4 separate regions of the Mus musculus genome follow, and regions 1, 2 and 4 are each linked to region 3. The links are chromatin contacts, called in public HiChIP or PLAC-seq and promoter capture Hi-C maps. All regions are on one chromosome and are shown on one strand. Each heading gives the region's core, a stretch centred on a gene start, on an enhancer-like site or on the middle of the called end of the contact. The rest is flanking DNA. Distances are from core to core; before and after follow the strand shown. Region 1 holds the start of Dclk1 (doublecortin-like kinase 1). Region 2 holds the start of 4931419H13Rik (RIKEN cDNA 4931419H13 gene). Region 3 holds the start of Smad9 (SMAD family member 9). Region 4 overlaps 4931419H13Rik (RIKEN cDNA 4931419H13 gene).

Region 1 (3,440 bases), core at 551-3,050, 490 kb before region 3:
TGGGAGGATAGAAGTCTCTGGATACAAATGTGGGCACCAAGAAGGTGCTCAGAGCCCTCAGCCACAGAGACTACAAACTGTGGGTGGGGAAGAGCATGGACTTTTATCATACTCTACAAATATTACAAAGCCAGAGAAGCAGTGTTGCTCGTTGTGGGGTTTCTCACCATTCTAAGGAATATTATATTCACCTTTCTGTGAATGAGCTCCCATTTCATCAATTTTAGAAACACACACACACACACACACACACACACACACACACACACACACACACACGTCTAGCATAAATCCACGCCATCACACATGGAAATCCCAAAGCATATTTTAGCAGTTGGATTAGGATTCAGGTGGATAGAGAGGTATGGAATAAAAGACATGCATGTGTTTCTCCGGAGTGCACGCACCACCCAAGCCAGCACATCACAGGATGTGGGAACATCTTTTAAATGTTCTTACATATAACCTCTCTTGAAATCCCTCCTAACCTGCATTCATGAAACATTCCATACCTAAAACGCTGCCCTACTTTCCTTTCCCATTGAAAGGCGATATATTTAGGAACAGTCATGACACGGTCGTTCCCCACCCCCCCCCCGCCCCCTTCGGAACACCCTGCAGTGTGGCAGCTGAGCGCGCGTGCACAGTAACCTGGGCACACATTCACAGGTGCAGTCAGAGAGGGAGCCCTGTTTGAATGAAATCTTCTTGTTACTTCTCTCACCCACAAGGATTTCCTTGCCAAATCCAGTGGCGATGCCTCAGAAACCTGATTTTCAAAAGCAGCCTCTTTTGTGGGGCAATGCGGCGCTGTGTGTGCGCTCCCCCTAGGAGGAAAATGTCTTTTCCTCTCTGCATGCTTTTAGCACTGCAGGTACTAATTCGTACACAAGGCTTCCTGGCTGTCCCCAGAGGAACTTGAGACCATGCAAAAAGGTACTTGCAACGCCTACACTGCAGCCCCCATCACCAGGCACATGCCACCCTCCTGGGCACTCGGGAAAGCATGCACACAATAAGAGGCCAGGCCCAGCCACTCCTTCCTTGCCCACTTGGTCCTAGCTCCACAGTCAATCCTGACAATGACAAGCGCCTCTCCCAGCTCCTCCGCGGCTCTCTATCTCCAACAACAAGGGGATGGAAAGCCTTGGAGGGCCCAACCCGCCAGACTCCCTATTTAAAGCCGGTGGCACCAGACAAAAGAGGCAGGAGCCAGCAACCCTGGGGCCGCGGGCACACAACGCTTCCTGGCCGGACCAAACTAGCCAGCCCAGAGCAGCCGTCTTTCGAGGAACGGCGGGCGGGGCGGCTGCTGCCCAGTGGGGTCCATCCTGGCCAGGGCTTCCAGGGCTGCGGTCAGACGGCACCACGGGGCCTGCCCGCACCTTCCCCAGCCCAGGCAAAGCACGCACCGGTCGCGGGTGGAGGCTGGGTTGTCTGTGGCCGGCTGCTGGAGCTGTCCTCGCCGGGCTGGGCGCGGCTGGGGCTGCGGAGCACGAGCGTCTGGAAGCTGCGACCGCTAGTGCACTGATGCGCTGGAGCTGGTCCTCATTGAAATGCGGTTCTCCGCTCAGCCTCACTCCAGCCTCTCTCCCGAGGAGGGCGGTGGCGCGCAAGCTTTTCTTGTGTCTCACTCGCTCACATGCCCTCCCTTCTCCCTCCTTCTCCTGCTCCGCCCTCCGCCCTCCTTGGCAGGGCGCGCCCACCGTGGCTGAGTCCAGGGTCCTCCCTCCTCTAGCCAGGCTTCTGGTTGCAATGGTCTTGGTAATCTGGATTGCCTGGACACCCCTCCGCTCCCAAGCCTCCCCAGTCGCTAGAAGGACTTGCCAGAGGATGGGGGCAGATTGGTTGGTGGCTCAGGGAACTGAGAAAGAATATCGATAGAGATGAATCTGAAGCAGGTCATGTGCTGGGCAGAGAAGTGGTCCAGTATTGAGGTCGCCTTCATCAAAGGAGACCAGAGGAACTCACCCACCTACCCACACACCCCTACATCTTTTCATTTGGCATTGTGGTTTGACACGCCCTTCCCAGGAATAGGGAAGCCAGTAGGATTGCCCCTCAAAACTGCTTTTTCTGAACTGTCCTGGGAGACCAGATCTGGACCCTTCAAACTAAGCAATGTAAAGTAATCCTCAGTCTCCCTACTTGGGGAGGGCCACGTTCCACTCGTCATTCGCGATTGACCCCAAGACATGAGTCACTGTTGAGATGGTGGCCTCCTGCTTAGGGCTTTATTTCACAATAAGCTTTTGATAACTTAAGGCCACACTTAGACTGCTCTTGGAGGCCTCTTGGCTGCAAGACTGGCAGTCTGTCAGGGTGGAAAGTCCCATAAGCTTACACAAGCCTTCCCTCCCCGAACAAGAATGTTCTCAGAACCCAGATGTTCACAGCTTCCACTGGATACAATTCTGGGGACTGGGACCCCATCCCAGGTATCTCTGAAACATTTGCATGGCTCAGTATGCAGCCTAAATATATATATTTAAAAGTCATTAGACAATACATAGACACATGCCAATATATGTATTTGTTTGTCTTACTGACTCTGGGCTGCTCAATAAAAAACACAAAATTAATTTTTTCTGCCCACTGGGTCCAGTTATGTATTTTACTATTTATTGTTACTAAAAGTTATTCTGAAATTCTCCTGAAGTATTCTGTTCATGCTGATTACCCTTTGTTAGAAAATGCAGCCAACTGGGATATGTATTACATATTCAATAAATGATGAGATATCTACTTCTGAGCTACTCAAGAGGCCAGAGATGAGTGTAGAATGCACTCACCAAATTAACTAGATGCAAAGTCCCACGCTCTGCTTCTTCAAATTCTAGTGCAAAAGTAAGGCTCAGAGCTAAGCCAAGAGATGGACACCAAACAAGTCTGTTTCATTGAGACCAGAAATCAAGACCTCCACTTATCTTGCCAGTGAGAAGTCCCCAGTGATTTCTTCCAAGTGTGTGACTAATAGAGATCCTACCTCGAACCTCCCCCCAGTGGACATGCTGTCAAGGTCATTTCATTTTATAAATGACTTATTTATCTCAATTTTATGTGTATGAATGTTTGCCTACATGTATGTATGCATAGCACATGTGTGCAGTGCTCCTGGAGACCAGGAGAGGATGTGGTATCCCCTAGAGCTGGAGTTGCAGGTGTTTGTAAGCCACTGTGTGGGTGCTGGGAACTGAACCCAGGTCCTCTGCAAATGTAACAAGAGCTCCTACCCACTGAGCCATCTCTCCAGCCTCCTCGAGGTAATTTATTAAGCATTTTATATGACTTAACCGTATCTTACCATGGTCCTAGTGTTACAGGGTCTGCTTAAATCCATCATAACTCAAACACCAGGTCAATGAAGAAGACAAAAATGTATTGTAATCAAGTTGCTACTGGTCAATCAGGACCTCAGAAAAGACTCAGGAGCTGAACTG
Region 2 (3,360 bases), core at 223-2,722, 300 kb before region 3:
ACTTGTTACCAGGCTCCAGCTGAGACCTTAAGCCACACCCAGCAATCACAACAACGGTTTGGCTTTCTTGGGAGATTTCCAGGAAGTCGCGTAGGCATAGCCTGTCACCAGTCAGAGCACCTTGCAAAACAGCTCCTTTGGGCCTGGATGACTTATGAACATCTATGGCAGCAACCAAGATGTTCCCGCATCCTGTGTGTTGTCTCCATGTTTGAAGGCACGAGAATTGAGAATTAGAGGATGCAACATGTCATCCAGAACAAGGAAGCTTTGCGCTTCTGCATCCAGTATGGGTTGGTGAAACGCTTCGCAAAGCCCTCTCCACAAGATGGGCCACACTTTTCCTAGAATCTTCTGCGTCTAGTCGGTTGAGACAGTTCACATCTGCTAACCCCCTCTCTCGTGAACGCATCAATTAATAATACACTTAGGCAGGCTAACGACCTTTGCTTAAAGTTTGGATGGCCTTTGGAACTGCTTTTAGAATTTAGGGGTGGATTTTATTTCTAAGCAAAAGCAGTTACAGGATGTGTGTGTGTGTGTGTGTCTGTGCATGTATGCATATACACTCATATATACTGATATATGATGCATAGACATATACATCTGGTGCTCACATATATGTGAGTACACGTGTGTATATATTTTCAAAAAAAGTTAACCAATTATGTAAACTCAGTTTGCTGATTGCCTGTCACCTCTACAAGTGCCAGGGTTTCCATGATTCAAGAATTGCCTTGCCCTTTTAGAACCTTCTTTTTGGTTAAACTCCCACTCCCAGTCCTGGGACTCTCCTTTCACACGTGGCCGTGGCCGGGTCATCGGAGCAATGACCTCAGCTCAGAATCTCTCAACATCCAAGCCACAGAGGCTCCCCGCATTCCTTCCTCTTCCCCGCACCAGCGGTGCCCAAGGGGAAGACCTCTCACGGGTGGCTGGGGCACCTCGAGTTACATTACGGCCCCAAATCTCTCCCGGCTCCCTTTGCCACACTTCCGGCCCCTGACCACCCTGGAAGGCTAAGCTGTGGCACAGCCCTCCGCCGCCCAGGGTCGGGAGCCCGTGGGGCAGGCGTCCGAGAGAAGGAGATGGGGAAGGGGAGCGAGCCGCGCCCTCGGGCCGGCCAGGAGGGCGCCGCGGCCTCAGCCCGAGGACCCCGCGTCGCTCTCCCGAGCCAGGGTTCTCGGGAGCGGGCCGCGCAGGAGACGTTGGCGGGAGGGGTTCGTAGCTGTTGGGGGAACCGGCTCCTGGGGAACTGTCCCTTTCAGGGAGGCTACCGTGTGTAAGCCGCCGTCAGCCCTCCCTGGTGACATCGACCAGAGGGGTGCAAGTGGCGACGTGCGGTGCAGTGCGGTTCGGTGCGCCTGGCACGCCTGGCTTTGCGGTTCAGGAGCCCGGGGCTGCGCGGTTGGCCCCGCCCGGCAGCGCCCCGGGGGCCGAGCATCAGCGGGCAGAGCTGCAGGTGAGCGGTCGCCAGGACGATGAGGACCCGGGCGCACGCCCGCCGCGGTTGGCATGGAAGCGGCTCTGCTGGGCTCGGGGTGGCCGCTGATTGGCTGATTCAACAGACGCGGCTGGGTCGAAAGTCCTCAGTGGCGAGCGCACTAGCCGAGGCTGCTGGAACCGGCCCCCTGGAATCTCTCCTCTCCGGGTCCCCTCCCTCCGCGCACGGCCCCGCCCGCCCGGCCCCGGCCGGGGTGCGCTTGCTAATCGCCCAGACAGAGAAGAACCTGAGAAGCAGGGCCTGCTGTGGGTTCCCAAGCAGGTTTGGGGGCCTTACTTCTGGAGAGAAGCGCCTGCTTGTCACTTGGGAAGGGAACTCACCTTTTCCCAGCCAGGGATCTTGGATTTTGAATCAAATCTGGAAGGGGGCGAGGGAAGGAGGATCAGGAATCTTAGGTTCTGCTTCCCTCTGCCCTAAATCAATGTGGGCAGACAATCCTGGCGTGGAGTTTGGGCTCCATCCGGCTCTCTCTGCAACCTTTAGCCTGGGGTCATATTAAAGCCCATTCAGCCATTGTTTGGTTCTGAGTTGGTTGCTCTGATGCCTGAGCTGTCACTTGGGACCTTAATGTTTGTCGGGAAGTTGGGACATTGGTAGTGACTCTGGAGCTTGGCACTCCAGAGTTCTCTGCATTTCCGGGTCCCTAGGTTGAGAGGTAAACTAACTGTGTCTCCTCTTTCCTGGATAGCAGCAGGCTGTGGCTTACTAGGCAATGCATCGCCAGAGCTCCAAGAGTGGAGTCGCTCTGCCTCCAGTGGGCCAAGGTCCTGATGCTTGTCAAATGCTCAGCAGAGCTCAGCTTGGCCAGGATCCCCCACAGAGAACCGTGCTAGGGGTGTTGACTGAAAATGAGCAGTACAGGAGGACCTGTGGCCAGGTAATGACCCAGGAGCACCAGGAAATATGCCACGGAGAAGGCTTGCTGTGGCAGTATGCGTGTGTGTGTGTGTGTGTGTGTGTGTGTGTGTGTGTGTGTGTGTGTGCATGCACTCATGCACTTGTGCCTGCATGTCAAATACATGGAGAACGATGCCAAGGACAAAGAAGGCTTTCTATGATAGTGTGCATCTGTGTGCACGTGTGTGCACATGTGTGCATATGTGTATGTAGGAACTGTTTGGGTTAAGTGATTCAAGGGCTAGTCAGAAAGAATGAAATTACACTGTCCTATAGCCCTGGAGATGCTCTGAGCCGCCAGAAAGATGTTCAGTAGGAGCTAGGCTACCACGAATTAATCGGGGAGAGCTTGTGTTGTGTTCTGTGGCCGCACTGTGTGTACCAGGATACACCAGCTTACTTTATGAACTAGAGGTTGGTATTAGAGCACACATCTCTACCACTACAGACCAGGAATGGTCACTGAGGTATTTGCTTACTTGTCTGCTTCAAATTGACTAAAGGATTTTCCCTTGAAGACAGATATTCAGACATTTAAGAGAAGAAATCTGAATCTACAACAATGATTTTTTTTTTGAGATAGAAAATAAAATCTCCCTTGATCCTGCTGCTAGATAATGATGATGATGCTTCACCTCTATTACAAGTCTATGGAATCCAGTGCTTACAAGAGTCCAGTCCGGAAGTACAAAGTGTGGTAGAGGCCCATTCAGAGGCCCTCTCATCTGCTGCCTTCGAGTCCACTGCCTTTTGTTGGGCTTTGATCCACTGTGATCCTTTTAATGTTTTGGGTCAAGTTAAGTGAAAGTAATTTAAATAGAACTTGATTAGCAATGTTCAGTTCTTTAAACATATAATCTAAGACCTGAATTTATGAATTAGAACCAGTGTCTGTACTAAATGACCTTGTTTCACATTCACACCTGTGCTGCCTGGAGCCACTGCTTGGTGGCCCCTCT
Region 3 (3,457 bases), core at 117-2,616:
CTGTTTTCAGAAATACTTGACACCTTGATAATCTTAGCATATTTTAAAGGTTCCTTATTTATAAACTACCACACCGGTTTCTTAACTGTGATGTCCTTGGATAATCAACCACAGATCTAAACTCATGTTCCTGGCTTTCTAAAGGCAGAGCATTGAATCCTGGTCGTTTGCTAGAGAGTGTGCTAGGGCTGAATTTTTATTTCCTTTTTAAAATATAAATGAATAGTTTTTTAAGTGTAAACATCCGAAGGCATTCCTTCTCATTGACAGGCATGCTAGCACATTTCACAACCACAAATCCTCCCGAGGAGTGGCCTAGGAAGCGGCAATGATTTAAAGGGCCGAAGACTACCGTTATTCTCCACTCCCGTTGCTAATTACATTTTTACAGAACGTCGTCAGCAAGCCATAAAAGTAAAAATGATTCCTAGTGTTCTGTGGCTGTGCATTTGACCGAATTACATACAATTTGCTTCCAAAAGGAGATCCACTTCATTTGTAGGTTATTTCTCAGGAGGACCAGTTCCAGTCCAGAGATAGGCTGACGCTAACGGAGGACCTCAAAACTATCATTTTAAATTGCCATGGTAGAGAGAGGGAGAGAGGGGAGGGAGTAAGAAGTGCAGCGATTAGCCACCCTTAAGAAGGTTCCCCACACGCCTCCCACAAGGCCGGCGTCAGTCAGTCGCCTGCATCTGTCCCCACCTCGCCCCCTCCTGTCTGCGCAGCGCTGGCACCCAATGGTAGGCCCAGGAGAAGACAAACACAACCCAACAGCTACAGACACTCAACATTCCTAACTTTTTTTCTTCTCTTTCTCACTGTGTATGCCTCAAAGGTAAGCAGAGAAGGAAAAAAAAAATGACATGAGTATGAAATAAGGCTTCGTAGCCAAGGGTGCCCTGGAGTTTTAAAATCTCCCCCAGAGTCACAATAACTACCTTACACGCACTCACACTAGCCTCTTTACTGTCATGCTCTGCAGCAAAGGACTACTTCCCGGAGCTGAGCTCCAGGGCGCCTGTCCCTGGGTACAGGACAGTGTGCATCCTTCTGCACTCGGCCCACGCGCATCCCGCATCCCTGCCCACGCCCCGGGTCACGCGTCGCGCCATAGGTCCCAGGTGCTGGGATGCCGCGGAGCCCTCGCACACTACAGACACCACCCAGGTTCTCCACGGAGAACCAAGTCCCACGCCTGGGGACCTCAGGGGCCTCCCGAGTGCCCACGCCCGCGGCATGGCAGCGCTTACCTGTCCGAGAGGTGCCACGCGTGCCCCCCGCGCACTCCGGTTGCGCGGTAGCTGCAGGGTCGGCCGGGCGGCGGCGGGACCGAGACAGCGGCTCCAGAGGCGTCAGTCAGGCTGGAGCCTCCTCCTCGGCCGCCCGCGTGAGTGCGCCGCGCTGGAAGGGCGCCAGGCGGCCGTGCGCGCAGCCCCAGCCAGGAGGGGCCAAGCGCCCTGGCCGCGCCACGCTCCCCGCCCCGCCGCGCACCCGCCCGCTCTGCACATCATGCCTGCAGAGAGCCTTCAGGGACAGAGGAGTCTCCGGGTCATCCCCAGAAAATGTCCTTCCCACCTGGACAGGCTGTAGGCAGCAGAGGGAGGGGGGCGGTTGTCCTCCCCTCCCCTTGCTCCAGGAGAGGCAGACAGGACCACCAACCATGCCTGTCTCCTGAACCGCAGAGTCCTGGTCCCTGGAGGCCACGCTTACTGGCTGTCTGTTCCTCTGAGGCATGACTGGCCCTGGCATCAGCCCAAGAACATCTAAACGAGCTGAGTGGCAAGCAGAGTTTCAAACCAGTTCTATAATATGTAGGTTGTGATTTCTTATCCAGCGTAGAATACATGCTACCTAATCTACTCATGATATACATCATGGGCACGAGGAACCTTCCTGCCCAGTGGCCTGGCTATCTCCTAGGTTGCCTGCCTCTGAAAAGCCGCTTGGAAAGTGGCACCGGTATGCCGAAGGCCTTTGATCCCTCACCAAACCTCCTTATAGGTCTTCCAAGAGGAAGAGGATGGTACAGGGCCACCTCAGTCAGCCCCAGAACACAAATGTCCACTAAGAGGCCAAGGCACCTTTGAAATGTAAACGAAGGTCCTTCGGTTGAACTTCTTTTTCTAATCCTCAAACCTCCGCTTTCTGGAACACGGGTAGTTTTGCATCATCATCCAAGTGTAGCCTAGGAGGGCCTTGCTTGTAAAAACAGATCGCAGAAGTTTAAATGCCTCTTTAACTTCAAATCGAAAGTGTCTTTCTACACCTGGCTCATCTACCCTGCTGTAACCGAGCTATGATAGGTTTCTGATTGACCTGGAGAGGAAGAAACCCCAGAAGAAATACTGTCCGGTGGTGGTGGAACGTTCCAAGCCATGGGCTGGAAGAGGGCTGTGCTTTGTGTATATTTAGAGGCAAGTAAACTAATTAGGTTCTCTGAATCGATACCTTGCAGCTCAGGGATTCCACCCCCCTCCCAGAAATGATATTAAAGAAAGAAGTGATCCAATCAGATTCGGAAGAAGCACAAACTGTTGGAAGACCTCTGCTAAGCAGGCTCAAGCTTCCACAATGGAGGCTGTGAGTTCACAGAAGTCAAGAGACATGTAGGAAGGGGTAGGGGTGGGACGGGCCTTTGTGTGTCCTCTGCCCTTTCTGGACTTTACTCCCTAAAGGTTAGGGAGATAAAACAGTAAGACCTGGTGGGATTCAAGAAAGGGCAAACACCAGCCCTGGAGAAGAACACACGCTGATGGATTCTTTTGACCACCCTGGTTATAAAAATTCTCCTCTCTAATCTATCTTCTTCTGCGTTTTTTTTTTTTTAATCATATAATAGGAACATAATTCTCTTCCACCACAGCACTGTGTTACAGAAATGCACAGGAAACCAGACTGTCAACAGTTGTGATGAGGTGGTAATTCCCTTATAAATTTGGTTAGGGACCTGAAAAAAAAAAAAAAGCACAGCTAAAATTTTCTGGGAGAATATACCAATTGGGAAGACTGTGAGCATCCTTGCTGTTCCTACTTCTGCCCACATCTGTTAGACGCACAGTGCTACAGCTGGGCTCCGAAGTACCCTGCAAATCTGTGTATGAAACACACCTGCCTGGGCTCCAATGAGTGGCAGTGTTGGGAAGTGGTTTGTTAGAGAAGTTTCCCTTACTGGCAACATAAAACTGAAGAGGGTATAAGTACCCTGGCTCCTTCTCTGGATGGCCATGAAGTGACCTCATCTTCCTTTGACACATGCTCCCTCCATGGGCCCAATCAGAGCCAAACCTCAGAGTCAAAATAAGCTTTTCCTCCGCTTCAGTTGTCACAGTGACGGAAAGCTTACTCACACTCAGCACGGTCATCAGTTGATGTCTACCCTCCACTTTGCATACATCTCTTGTAACTCGTAGCTGGTCCAGCTTTGGAGTGGTTCTGCTCACAGCTGTAACTGTAC
Region 4 (3,803 bases), core at 912-3,411, 320 kb before region 3:
CTTGGTGCCACATGTATGTGGTAGCACCTCTTCCCTGCCATACGAGGAACGGCAGTGACAGACTGATGATGGGCACGCTGTGAAAGAATTCACCAAGACAAAAGGGCGGGAGAGAGTTTATTAGATCAGAATCAGGCAAGACAGCAGAGAACAGTAGGAAACACTCAACAGGCTCCTGTCACAGGGTCTATGCAGGCTGGCACTTAATGTCACTGTACAGTTGCTTAGGCTTGTTTGTTCAAGACAGGGCTTCACTATGTAGCCCTGGCTGGCCTGGAACTCACCATGAAGACCAGGCTGGACTTGCACTCATAGAGATCAGCCTGCCTCTGAGTGCTAGGATTAAGAGCCTGTGCCAAGACACCAGGCAAGCTGTTTAGCTCTCAATGGGTGGGACACCTGTGTAGGGTTACTTGTGAGTTAGGAAGATGACGCATCATTCTACTGAAGGGCAAACTTTACCGTATGGGTTGTCTCTCTTTGGGACCTGGATCTTTGTGCAACATAACATGCTTAAGTCACTAGAGAGCAAACTCACGATTGTCTGAGCCTGTTTCTTAAAGGGTGGAGTTCTCTGTAATCAAGATACACCAAGATAGATTGTAGAGCCCGGGATGGTGATTCGAGCCTGGGATTCTAGCACTTGGGAGATGAGGCGAGTGTGTGTGTGTGTGTGTGTGTGTGTGTGTGTGTGTGTGTGTGTGTGATTTCTCTGGTATCCAAGTGTTCGGGTCCAGAATGGCTTTAAAAAATCCTGCCCACTCAGTTACTCACATCTGACTGTTTCAGTCACCTTGTCTCCTTTATTGTTGATCTCTCAAGGATGCCTGTGACATTTTCATTAAATCCAGTAACAAGCAAATCCATGTAGTCAAGTTAAAAAGCAGCAAGAAAGCACCGTCATTGCTTCATTTGGGAACAGTGGCTTATTTAAAAGATAAGTATTGTATCAACTAAATTGTCCAAAAATAGCTTTTGAGTTGTAAGAAGACTACACAAGTAATAGAAATAATATCTAAACAGCTCCACATATTCTAATTTTTCGGAATAAATGTAGATGTCTTAGAGCTGGTACCTATTCTGGATGCTTCTCTTTGTGGCGTCAGACAGCAATAGTACCAACAGAACCCAAAGCCTTCAATTTCCAAAGCTATTTGTCCCAGAGTTTCTTTGATATGTCCCTGGTGTAAGTGGATCCAAAATGCTTTTGCAGATAAACATTTGAAAGTGAGTTTTATATCGTTTCTGAAATCTGGCAAGGGAAATTATCTCTAGAGGGATCCATCTCATTATGTCGGCAGTTTTTATTAAGTTTTAATCAGCCTTTTCATTGTTGAAGAGCTCGTGTTCCCAGGAGGTGTAAGTTCAGGCACCCAGAGCTTGAAGCTTAAATATATAATCTTCACAAAGGTCTAGCTGGTCTTAGACACTGGTTGGTTAATAACACAGAATTAAATAGCTCTGCCAGAACGGGATCTGTCACAGACACCCACAAAAGTCACAGTGGGTGGCACGCTCCAATCAACCACAGCAGGAGGGCAGCACAGAGTTGGAACTGTTGTGGAGACTAAGCTTCATATTTAATTAATCCTGAAAGTTTTAATTAGCAAACTGTCATACTAATTAATGTTCCTCAGATCCTGGGGAAAGGAGACCAGCGTTGAGGTGATCTAAATCTGCCCCTTTAAAAACAATGGTTCTCATTCAGGATGGGTGTTCAACCTCAATTTAATTCCTTAGCTCAAAGACCGATCATGCTGCCTACTAATTTTGAACCACAGAGTTTCCCAAGTGAAAATCAATTAATTCAACATTCACAGTTAGCCACTGTAGGTTTTAGAAATAATTACTTTTGTCAGTCTACCAGAAGACAGTGGTGCCATCTTTCCAACACTGGGCACTGTGCAGAGACTCAAATGACATGTCTTTCCTTTAAAATTTAACACTCCATTTTAAAGTAAAAGGTTTTCATTTTCCTGATTGGATCACTCTGAGTGTGTATAAGTATATGTACTAAGATTCATAAAGGCATTATAAATCTATTTAATTGAACATTAGATGTTGTCGGCATGTGCAGGGAGCTTATGATGTGGCTGAGTTTGCAGAGGAGTTTGAGCTGTGTGCTTCTTTTCCAAGCTAAGGATATGTGTCAGCTCTAGGCCTTTCCAAACAGGAGCACCTGAGCCTTTGCTCACAACCTCTGGGATGTAGCCACATCACAGGCTGCCAGGAACAGTTTCTCAACCAAAGGTCCATTGTTTCTTTGTTGGAACGATCTAAATTAGAACCATGGAGTTACCTCTGGGGATCTTTGTTCAATGGGCCTTGTGTCCATGACGTCTTCTTCAGATAGTAATCATGCCGTAGCATGATTCGGTGCCAGGAATTTGTCCACTGTAAACAAGGCCCACAGTCCCATACCCAGCACCACAAAGAAGAGGTGGGCCATACTGGTGAAATATTCCCTCTACAACAGTCTGAATGGGCTCTCATGCGACTATACAAAGTGGTGAGCTGGTGATTGAGTGAAGCCCCTGATAATAACAAGCGTGCTGATGTGTGTCTGTAAACCAAGTTAAAAAAAAAAAAAGTAAAACAATTCCAGATTACTCATGGACTTGCACTAAAGCATATTAAAGAAAGGTAGTATTCTAAAACATTATACATGCTGATTTAATATGATGATATAAATGCTGATATAAATGTGAGCTAATTTCCACTCTCTAAATGAAAACTGTATACAAAACTTTTTGGATACATAAACATAATAGGTGCTGATAAAAGAGATAAATTAGTCAATGATTACCTGGACTGGTTAGTATGAATTTAGTTATAGAGATTATATTGAATACAATGTTAATTTAAAAATATTTCTTATTTCAAAAAGTTTTTACTTGTATTATGTATTCATAAATATGCGGGCAGTACCCAAGGAGTCCAGAAGAGACCCTCAGATTTCCCTGGAACTGGAGTTATAGATGGATATAAACCACCATGTGGGTGCAGCAAACCAAACCTTGGCCCTCTGGGAGAGTAGCCAGTGCCCTTAACCACTGAGGCATCTCTCCAGCTTTAAGACTTCTTGCTTTTGAAAGGTATCCTTTAACAGGAAACAAACAAACAAACAGATGAACACAAACCCCTCTATTCTCTTCCACTGAGCATAACAAAATAAGTTAACAAAAAAGTTTTTTGGTTTTTTTTTTTTTTTTTTAATCACAAAATGTTCTAAGCATCACAGAAAGTCTATGTTTCCTACAGGCAAAGGTCAGGGGTCAGAGAGGTGAAGGGCAGAGAAAGGATCTTAGAATTTCTTTGCTGCTAATGTTTGGGGTTAGAGAGGGATGTTGATCCAGACAGAACTTATGTCCTGACTAGAGAGGACTCTCTGATATGAGCAGCAAGGAGACCTTGAGTTAATGTATATGTATATATGTGTGTGTGTGTGTGTGTGTGTGTGTATGATATTAGTTTCCTATCAATGCAAATTTGTTAAAAATATTTTCCCATTGTGTGGAGTGTTGTTTTGTTCAAATGACAGTGTCCTTTGCCTTACAGACGCTTTTTAATATCATGAGGTCCCATTTACTAATTGTTGATCTCAGTGCCCGTGCTAGTGGTGCTCTGTTTAGAAGAAAGACCTTTTCCTGTGCTGATGAGTACAAGCCCACTTGAACTCATCCCCCCACTTTCTCTTCCATTTGGTTCACTGTGTCTGGTTTTATGTTGAGGTCTTTGATCCATCTGGAGTTGAGTTCTGTGTGGGTGATAAGTATGGATCTATTTGGATGCTCCTGCATGCA

The links. Promoter capture Hi-C pulls out the DNA fragments that hold promoters and counts their contacts. HiChIP or PLAC-seq counts read pairs in DNA pulled down with a chosen protein or histone mark.
Region 1: a promoter capture Hi-C map of hippocampal neurons shows a contact between it and region 3, with 2.8 times the contacts expected there. The contact joins the promoter of Dclk1 here to the promoter of Smad9 in region 3. A contact is called at or near these places in 2 of 39 promoter capture datasets (the 3T3-L1 cell line and hippocampal neurons).
Region 2: a promoter capture Hi-C map of hippocampal neurons shows a contact between it and region 3, with 4 times the contacts expected there. The contact joins the promoter of 4931419H13Rik here to the promoter of Smad9 in region 3. A contact is called at or near these places in 6 of 39 promoter capture datasets (the 3T3-L1 cell line, cranial neural crest, embryonic stem cells and 2 more), 1 of 15 datasets of contacts at CTCF or cohesin (the NIH/3T3 cell line), 10 of 484 Hi-C or Micro-C datasets (the G1E-ER4 cell line, adipose-derived mesenchymal stem cells, embryonic fibroblasts and 7 more), 6 of 115 datasets of contacts at active chromatin or transcription factors (embryonic basal ganglia, embryonic hindbrain, embryonic midbrain and 3 more) and 1 of 9 other capture datasets (adipose tissue).
Region 4: an H3K4me3 HiChIP or PLAC-seq map of embryonic forebrain shows a contact between it and region 3, with 5 times the contacts expected there. The contact joins the enhancer-like site here to the promoter of Smad9 in region 3. A contact is called at or near these places in 8 of 39 promoter capture datasets (the 3T3-L1 cell line, the C10 cell line, cranial neural crest and 4 more), 1 of 15 datasets of contacts at CTCF or cohesin (the NIH/3T3 cell line), 8 of 484 Hi-C or Micro-C datasets (the G1E-ER4 cell line, adipose-derived mesenchymal stem cells, embryonic fibroblasts and 5 more), 6 of 115 datasets of contacts at active chromatin or transcription factors (embryonic basal ganglia, embryonic forebrain, embryonic midbrain and 3 more) and 2 of 9 other capture datasets (adipose tissue and liver).

The regions. Positions count from the first base shown.
Region 1 is chr3:55,240,724-55,244,163 of GRCm38.p6, reverse strand. Dclk1 (doublecortin-like kinase 1) reads right to left here and starts at 1,800. Exons shown (of 17, transcript NM_001195538.2): 1 at 1,413-1,800.
Region 2 is chr3:55,053,354-55,056,713 of GRCm38.p6, reverse strand. It overlaps 4931419H13Rik (RIKEN cDNA 4931419H13 gene), which reads right to left and starts at 1,472. Exons shown (of 8, transcript NR_040593.1): 1 at 1,278-1,472. Ccna1 (cyclin A1) reads left to right here and starts at 1,659. Exons shown (of 9, transcript NM_007628.3): 1 at 1,659-1,749; 2 at 2,196-2,381. The coding sequence starts at 2,217.
Region 3 is chr3:54,753,491-54,756,947 of GRCm38.p6, reverse strand. It overlaps Smad9 (SMAD family member 9), which reads right to left and starts at 1,366. Exons shown (of 6, transcript NM_019483.5): 1 at 1,254-1,366.
Region 4 is chr3:55,073,204-55,077,006 of GRCm38.p6, reverse strand. All of the region lies in intron 6 of 4931419H13Rik (RIKEN cDNA 4931419H13 gene), which reads right to left. Among named protein-coding and RNA genes, the nearest start is that of 4931419H13Rik, 20 kb to the right of the region's middle. Within about 2 kb of position 2,161, at least 3 of the 459 cell types and tissues checked have an H3K27ac peak or open chromatin away from gene starts, as enhancers often do. A contact at or near this core is called in embryonic forebrain, where this site is marked.